Linked DNA regions of Zea mays: region 2 is linked to region 1. The links are chromatin contacts, called in public Hi-C maps. All regions are on one chromosome and are shown on one strand. The core of a region is the stretch at or near the end of the contact, and the rest is flanking DNA. Distances in the headings are between cores, read along the strand shown.

Evidence for each region. A called contact is a pair of places that touch in the nucleus more often than the background predicts.
Region 2: a contact with region 1 is called in a Hi-C map of tassel, with 2.4 times the contacts expected there. The contact joins the promoter of LOC100272480 here to the promoter of LOC100282938 in region 1. A contact is called at or near these places in 3 of 25 Hi-C or Micro-C datasets (bundle sheath, ear and tassel).

What each region holds. Positions count from the first base shown.
Region 1 is chr1:102,723,688-102,728,376 of Zm-B73-REFERENCE-NAM-5.0, forward strand. LOC100282938 reads left to right here and starts at 2,003. Exons shown (of 3, transcript NM_001155843.3): 1 at 2,003-2,678; 2 at 4,472-4,667. The coding sequence starts at 2,044.
Region 2 is chr1:103,507,913-103,512,781 of Zm-B73-REFERENCE-NAM-5.0, forward strand. It overlaps LOC100272480, which reads right to left and starts at 1,365. Exons shown (of 1, transcript NM_001146951.1): 1 at 7-1,365. The coding sequence starts at 1,313. The coding sequence ends at 684.

The DNA of each region.
Region 1 (4,689 bases), core at 753-3,252:
TGTACCTTTCACCCATCCTTCCGTCACTGCAAAAATTATTGTGTTGTTCCTCTATTGTTTTGGGTGTTAGTTTTTTGTTGTGCTAAGGACTAAATATAATTTTGGTGTGTTAATACTTTATTTATTGTCTGCACATGGTTTGTGTTATTCTAATGATGGCTCATGGATCCTGCAAAATGTGTAGGATTTGGTGATCCATGCAGTCACTACCACAGGATGCTCGTCTCTTGTTTTCTTGGCTCTTGCAAGCATTAGGTCGTTTCTGAGACCATATTGGCGCAATGGACTCCATGGTGTTTGAGGTTGCTGAATTGGATGGGGCAACAATGATTTGTCATACTAACAGTAAAAGGAAATGTTATTTGTTGGTTTTAAACGTTGGTAATTGCTACGAAGTACAATAATTTGTATGGAGCGCATCCAGTTTAGCAACTACTCCATATTTTGATCTATTTTTTTATAAGTTTGAGTTCATGTGACTTATTTTAGAAACTTGAACTCACAAACTTCCTCTTATTTGGTCTCTGTATGGTGGAATTATGTCATTCTATAATCTCTATTCGTTCATTCAGTCGTTGTGAACTCTCTTCTAATCGCTCACTTCATTGGTCGTGTTGTACCAAGACATATTGGATGGAGTAAACAACAACATCAGTTAGTCAAATCAAAAAAATATTATGCAAAGAGCGGAGACAATCAATAAAAAATCTTGAGATCTTTTGGTGGATAGTTTATGCGGGTATTGTTGTGAGATGTCGCAACGCACGGGCAACCGACTAGTTTTCGTTAATGTTGGGGTCATCGTCTGTGTGGACGCGCTTGTGTGTGGACTTTTTCAAGGTAATGCTTGGTTAGCGTAAGGGTGGACACTGACTTCTTAGAGTATCTCCAAGAGATTAGCCAGATGGCTCGTCAATCAAAATTTTGACTACTCAACAGAAAAAAATCTCCATAAACTAGCTATCAACTCGTCAAGCTATGACTCTCTAAATTTGCCCCCTCACTAGCCATACATGGCTTGCCACCCTGACTAGCCATACTATATACATAGCCTGTTGAAGTGAGATGCTACATATAGAGTGAAATATTTATGGAAAGGTAAATAGAGACAAAAATAGAGAGCCAAAAATGAAGAGTCCCTTGGAGATGCTCTTAGGCTGGTTTAGGGCATGGTTGGATCCCAAGAGCTAAAACAAAAGTGACTAATCTTTAGTTACTTCAGGGCTAAAGATACAAACAATAAGAGCTAAAAGCGACTAAAATGACACTTTTACTATTCTAGTCTAGATGTTTAGATCTTTAGCCCTAGGGTGACTAAACTTTAGTCACTTTTATTTTAGTTCCTGTAATCCAAACATTTCTTAGAGGTGAATTTAAGGAAATAGAAGAAGAATAAATCTATTCTAGTAAAAATTAAAATAGAGAAGGATTTAATCCCCTTCGATCCTTTGTAGGTTGTCTTTAGTTGATATATATATAATAAAATAAAATTGTTATAAGCTTTAAGATATAAAATAATAGTTTTGACGTATAGATTATAAGAAATTTAAAATACGTTTGATTAACCAACCGTGGTTTTGAAAAACTTTCAATTAAATCCGTATATGTCAACTGTGTTTCTCATCATTTAAATGTCTTTCGTATTGACAAACCGACCTCATTCGTCAGTCACTCCCTTTCTCCTCGTGCTGCCTCTCGTACAGGCCACGCTGCCACCACATCGAGGCCGACTGCACTACCACAAGGGCAGTTAATAGGCCCGTGTGCAGCAAATGGCCGTAGCTTCATTATCCCCTCAAGATCCATGGGACACTTTGAGAAAGCCCATGGGGACTCCGTCACCCTGGCCCAAGACCGCATGTGATTCCAAGACGAGGCAATATCCCAACAAACGTACGTAGCGCAGCGCGCCAGCGCCTCTTCTTCACTTGTTGGCTTGGGGGTGGGTGGGGGGGGGGGCGGGCCTGAGTTACTTTACCTCCCTTGAGCGACCACTCTTCCCAAGTTCCCATCCCAGTCCGTCAGTCAAGCGAGCGAAATCGAATGGCTCCCCTCTTCGCCGCGGCGTCCCACGCGTCCCTCCTCCCCCTCTCCTCCCTCGACCGCCCCGCCGCCGGCCACCTAGTCCGTGGCACCCTCAGGCCCCACACCTCGAGCCTCCGCCTGCGCCGCCCCCCGGGGGCAACCGGGCGCGGCCGCGGGCGTGGCCGAGGGGGCATCCCAGACGAGTGGGGCGAGCGCTCGCCGCCGGACAACCCCGAGCCCCCCGCGCAGCCCGATCCTCCCATCGACGAAGACGAGTGGGGCCGCGACGACTCTGCCGAGGGCAACTCACGCCCTATCGTCGTCGACGAGTGGGGCGAGCCCGGGGTGCCTGAGCCCGAGCCGCCCTCCGCCGCGGACCCGCCTAGCCCCTCCGCAGACGACGACTGGGGAAAGGAGCCGGAGGCGCCGGCGCCGGCCCCTGCTCCGGCGGCGGAGGAGGACGAGCAGGAGGTGAAGAGGGAGGAGCTCAAGCGGTGCCTGGTGGACACGGTGTACGGCTCCGACCTCGGCTTCCGGGCGTCCACGGAGGTCAGAGGTGAGGTCGTCGAGCTAGTCACCCAGCTCGAGGCGGTTAACCCTACTACTGCTCCCGTCGAGTCGCCGGATCTCCTCGACGGCAACTGGATCCTCATGTGAGTTCTTGCTACGCCCAAACATGTGACTCGATCTTTTGTTTGTTCCTAGTCGGTTGGTCCATCGATAGATGATTCAGCAGTGTTATTAAAACTATGTTTAAACGATGTTTAAACTACGTTTAAACGATGGTTAAACTATGTTTAAACGTCAAAACTTTAATTAGAGGTTGAAACCACGTTTTAGCGTTTTGGCGTTCTAAACTGTAAATCGCAGTGTTTTATGCATTTTAGACCATTAGCTACTTTTTGGGTCCAGTCTATTAGTTACTTTTGAGATTCAATCCAGCTCATGGGTGAAGTTTTGGTAAGCCACTAGCCGCTCTATTTTGGTATTTAACTTCATATTATTGTCTGAAATTATGATGTATTGGTATTTTTCCTGTGTTGTTTAGTCAAAATTTCACCCATGAGCGTTCCAACGTTTTACCGTTTTAATAACCTTGTGATTCAGTGCTGATGAGCTGTGTTGCTACTGCTGATAAACACCCGTGTGGCCATAGCCATACCATTCAAATCATTGAGAGGTGCGCTGAAACCTGTAATGATTGGGTATGGTGCGATCCATTTGCTCCGAACGCATCTGCATTCCTCCGTATTCAGAACTGGACAGCTTATTTAGTCATGCAACTTGTGCAATCTCTGGCAATCAAAGACGTGACTCTAGGCCCCCCATAACAGGAAATGACGCTTCTGTAGGATGCAATAAACCTTTCCTCATGACCCCACTAGATTTTGTTTAGGGCAAGGAGCTGTTTGTTTCAGCTTATAGATTATATAATCTGGATTATAATCTAAATTATGGGCCTGTTTGTTTCAGCTTATAGATTATATAATCTGGATTATAATCTAAATTATATAATCCAGATTATAATCTAGATATATTATAATCTATATGTAGTTGTTTGGTAGTTTAGATTATACAAATGTAGATTATTCACAAAGACAACAATACCCTTGTTTGTTTATTTAAGGTGAGAAAAGAAGGATGGTATATATTGTAATTTCTACTTACATAACCATGGGTAGTGGGTCTTTTGACAAAATAATCTCAAATAAGCTACTTTTGAGGAGATTATTAGATTATCATAATCTAGGCTTTAGATTATATAATCTGAACCCATAATCTAGTTGTTTGTTTATCTAATGGATTATTTACGCTAGATTATATAATCTGGAGAGATTATAATCTGAAACAAACAGGGCCTATATAATCTAGATTATAATCTAGACATATTATAATCTACATGTAGTTGTTTGATAGTCTAGATTATACAAATGTAGATTATTCATAAAGACAGCAATACCCTTGTTTGTTTATTTGATGTGAGGAAAGAAGAATGACATATATTGTAATTTCTATTTACATAACCATGGGTAGTGGGTCTTTTGCCAAAATAATCTCAAATAAGCTACTCTTGAGGAGATTATAAGATTATCATAATCTAGGCTTTAGATTATATAATCTGAACTTATAATCTATGTGTTTGTTTACCTATTAGATTATTTGCGCTGGATTATATAATCTAGAGAGATTATAATCCGAAACAAACAGGGCCTTAGTACCTATTTATTGTTTTAGTTGAGAGGCTTGTAACCATCAGATGAATGAATCATTGCTATTTAATCAATGAAGTAGTATAATATCCTCCCGTTCAAGGATATATTTAGCAATGAAATAATAGATGATCGTGCCTACATATGTGTGTGCACCCACACAACATGTTCTGCTTGTGAACATGGAGTCTCAAGGACAAACGGTTGTCTTACCATATTTGGTCATTGGCTTGCAGATATACAGCATATTCTGAGCTTCTGCCTATTCTAGCTGCTGGGGCAACACCTTTGGTCAAAGTAAAGCAGATATCCCAAGAAATTGACTCCAAAATCATGACGATAGTCAATGCTTCGACCCTTACGACTCCATTCGCTTCATTTTCATTCAGCGCAACCGCCTCTTTCGAGGTTCAAAGCCCATCAAGGATAGAGGTATGAATCGATCGACATGCTA
Region 2 (4,869 bases), core at 115-2,614, 780 kb after region 1:
CTATATAGCGAGGCAGTCCTCTATCGACTATCAATGTAGAAAAACAGGATTACACACTACTGATTTTAGATCACTAGGATTGCACATTTGCACACCCATTTTAGGTCACCAGGAGCCTAAGTACATCAACTGCTCAGTAAATTCAGCTATTCATCCAGCTACAAGGTCGCACTAACACATCTATCAAACACAAACAGTAATGATTAGAGTAGAGGCAAACGAGGTGACCGTCGATGGCCCAGCCGTTTTGCTGCGGCCATCGTTATTTTTCGCCGCGCGTTCGTCCCGTCGGCGAGGTTCCTTGTTAATTATTTTTCGCCGGTTCCGTAGACGGCGGTGACAGTTGATTTACCCTGGTGCTCCCTCCGCCGCCCTCATCCGTCCTCATATGTACACCAGTCCTAACAAAACACAGCAGATGAAGCAGGTGACCACCGGACACCGTCCACACCCCACGCGGACAACGATCAGCACGCGGGCACCAACGCCGGCGAGTCGCACGACGCGACCACATCGACCGCTGGGGTGCCTGTTTCCTCGTCGTCGTCTTCGGCGTCCCACAGGAAGCTCGCATAGGACCCGAGCACGTAGCTGCACCATCACAGCAGTACCATACCAATCAATAACCGATCGATGAACGAGTGAGGTATCACGGCGTGGAACTGGAAGCATCGGAGTAGTCCTCACCAGTCATCCGGGGCGGCCTGCACGGCGCGCTCGAAGTAGGCCGCGGCGCGGTCCTTCTCCTGGCGCGCCTCCCAGATGACGCGGCCGTAGAGGCTGAGCAGGTCGGCGTCCCCGGGGCACGCCAGCAGCGCGCGCGCGTAGCAGCCCTCGGCGCCCGCCAGGTCGCGCTCCACCTCGTGCAGGTACTTGCCGTAGTTGCGCAGCAGCAGCGGGTTCCCGGGATCCACCCGCAGCACGCGGCGGTAGTACTCGCCCATGTCACAGCCGCCGCCGCCGCCGCCGCCGCCACGGCCTCCGCTGCCGCCGCGGTGGCTGCTGCCGTTCCTGCCGGCGCCGGCGCCGTCGAGGCCTGCTGGCGCCTTGCTGTTGTCATCCTGGCGCTCTTCCTCGTCGGCCACGATAATGGCGGGGATCGGAGCGTGGCGGACGAGGACGGCGGATCTCGCGAAGTAGGCGACCTCGGCGTCGGACCTGGCTCGGCGGAGCGGGAGGCCGCGCGGGGACGCGGCAGCCGAGAGCGGGGTGAGGTGTGGGGGTGGTGGCGGGAACCTGGCGGTGCGGGAGCGGTGGGGGCGGCCGGCGGAGAGGGAGGCGGAGCGGGACAAGGTGGCTGCTGTGGCTTCCATTGTTTGGTAGGCAGAGATCAGGGCCTAGGCCTCGGGGCTCGGGCGGTGGCGGTGATGGAGGATTGGCTTCTCTTCTCCCCCGCCTTGTTTCGTTGTGTTGTTTTATAGCAAGACAAGGGACGGAAGATGAAGGCGACGACGGAATAGAAGGCTTGGCATGTGACGGCGAGATTGACGGCGTCGGCAACCGCGGGTCATGTGGGACGCATCACGCACGGCGAGGCGGGGAGGGGGAAGCGTAGGGAGAGGAGGGGCACGTGAAGCGGGGGGCCACGTGTTGGGGCCACCGTAAAAGTCGCGCCACCAGGCATGCACCGATGACGATAGAGAAGGACTCGCCGGCCCGACCGTGCGGTGCGCGCCTGGGCGGGGTGCGTGCAATGCATCTGCAGCTGGTGGTGGGGCTGGGCCGCCGCTGGTTTACCCAGTTCCCCGGCCGCCCAGCCGCGGTTCTGGTCTCGGACGGAACCTTGCATGTAACAAGAGGCAGACTAGCCAACAAAACTGTTGCTTGTTTTTATTTTGGAAGCTAAATGTAATCCTGTTCGTGCCTCTAGCCCTCTACTACTACGAGTACATGAAGATGCAGGCTTGCAGCACGCCAGCACCCTCGCAGTGAAGATACACGAACGGCCGGTTTTTTCTCTCAAGTTTTGCCTAGTCACATAGGAGTACAAATGTACGTGGTGTGCAGATGTGTTTAGCTGTTGCAAAGGCATGGCCGTGCATCGACAAATTAAAGAGTCGTCGTTACACGGTGCGTCCGGTGCACTGCAGCGCTGGTGACATCTACACTACACTACACGTCGCTTTACCTTTTTTTTTCGTCGCAAAGAAACAAGAGCCCCAAATACGTTTGGACGGACGGCCGACAGCGCTTCCGATTGCGGCGCATGCACGTCCAAGTCGAAACAGACAAGAATAATGCAGGTCCGTCGATCTATGGGCCGATCCATATCCACACATACACCTCGTGGTGACGTCATGCATGGGCCCTGTTCAGCGAACCAGACAATTTAGGCAGGAGTAATATATAATTTTAGTTTTGACGATAAAAATATTAGATGAAAACATATATTTGATAAAATCTGATCTACATTAATAAAAAATAATTAATAATTATTTCTGTAGTTGGATGAGGATAAAAAAAACCTATAATACTAAAGAGAAATTATAAAATAGTAATTAAATTATATTAACTACTTGTACAAGTATTGTCTTAATTATCTAAAAGTTCAGCTGACTAAAATATAGGAGAAGTGCTTATAGGATTTAGCATCTCTTTAGTGTCGATCAACAAAGTGCTATACAAGTATACGTAAGCAAGTTAGGCTTTCTGTTTTATGAATCTATCATCTCGGCGTTACCTATTGTCACGCATATTGTTCAGAATCGTATAATCCCACGAAACAACCTGTGATAAAACTCGCCTTTGCCTATTCTGATATTGTCCATAATCAAAAAATTGAATTAGTAACTGAGAATTAGAGAATAGATTCAGCGGCTGCAAAAATCATGTTTAGTAAAAAACGGAAACAGACAGCGCCATATACTGTTGTAATTAGGGACGGCAACGGTGAATTGCCCGCCGGGAAATAGCTCCCCGTCCCTGTTTCCGCCATGATTTTTTCCCGCGGTGATCCCACGAACGCTTGTGGGGAACATTTCTTTCCCATCCCGTTCTCCGTGGGATAAATCTCCAACGGGCATCACCATCCCCATTTAAATTATAATTAAGACATACATTCTTTGTTATTAATATTAAAAATTGTCATTTATACACATCGTCAGATTTAAGAAATCATTATGCATACATCAAAATGAACACATTTATATAATTAGTGGTTTTTTGACACAGTAATTATTTATTTTTGTCGTTAATCTATACACAAAAACATAGTCGCGTGCAAGTTTAATGAGTCCACATGGAGAACGGGGATAGAGAATGCTTACCCGTCTCCATCCCCGTTTACCTGTCGAAGGCTAAATTTTCCCGTTTATATCCCGCGGGGGAAGTTTCTTCTCCATCCCATTCTCTAAGGGCTAGTTTGGGAGTCTCAAATCCGTAGGGGATTGGAGGGGCTAAAATCTCGTCCTTATTCAATTTTTAATAAGAAGGTGATTTTAGCTCATTCAATCCCCTCCGGGATTTGGACTTCTAAACTAGCCCTAATGAAGGAATTTCCCACGGTGAATCGAGGATCGGGTCCTCGTTGCCCTCTCTAGTTGTAATAGTATAATTGTTAAGAATTATGTAACCTTAGCTGGGCGCCCTTGCTAACACTGTGTCAATCTATAACCTGTAAACTCTCTCGATGATAGGCCTGCTGGAGCAGAAAGGCAAAATTGAACTCCTAGCAATTCATGGCATCCAACTGTTAGGCACACGTCAAAGAGACGGAGGGGTTTAAAGCATTTTTTCCTGACTTTATCGGCATCCAAAGTATTTTTTGACAAAAAGAAAAAAAAAAGGCGTAAAATAGTTTCCGAAATCTGAAATTGTTTTGTTAGAAACAGGATCTAAACACCACCGGCCATGGGCGGGTAAACCTCGGACTTTACCATGCAGGACAACTATAGTCTCCAGGACCACTGGGACGTCCTGCTGCAGTCTCCCACGTTGCTGCTAAGCTAGCAGCCTAGCACAAGAGAACCATCGTGCGACAGCTGTACGGAGCCATTCGTTAGAACTAGTTGGAAAATTTGCATGCGCGACACGTACGTACATGACGTGGTTGTAAGGATAGTCCACCCATGCCTCCTATCTTACAACCTGCGCCCACAAAGATGCATCATGCATTTGTCTTGGCCTGATCCGCTGATCGAAAGAGAATCTCCAATATACCTACACAGGGTCTATGCTATTTTTGAAAATATAAATACATTTAACTTTAACTATGTATTATATATTAATATTTATAATATATAATAAATATTGAAGTGACACAAGATAAAACTCTCATGTGACACGGTATATATATAAAGGGATAATTTATATGGCAAATACTAATACTGTCGTGATTAGGAGATGCAACTATCACTACCGGAATCGTATTCTTTGCTTAGTGTCTTCGAGTGTCTAAGACACTCGGCAAAAGCTATTTTACACTTGGCAAAACATTTGCCGAGTGTAACACTCGGCAAAAACACTCAGCAAATATTTTATCGGTAAAGTGTTCTTTGCCGAGTACTTTTTTCGGACACTTTGTCGAGTATCAAAAAGCACCCGGCAAAGAAAAACACTTGGCAAATTAAGAATCGAAAAAAGCAAAATATTTTTTTAAATTATAGGAACAACTCTCCAACCCTACCTATTATCTTAACCCTATTATTTTGCACTGTTATTTTGAATGAAATTTATATGTTTTGTAAATGGTGAGATTCAAACTCGCAACTTCTCTCTCGCGCATACACTCCAATACCACTACACTACTACACCAACTATGCCTATGTTACGTTTTCATTCCCCATGTACTATAATAAACCGAGAGTAATTTGATTATTTAAGGCACTAAATGAGTTCATTTGAAAATCTGACCAACTATAAAGTTCCATA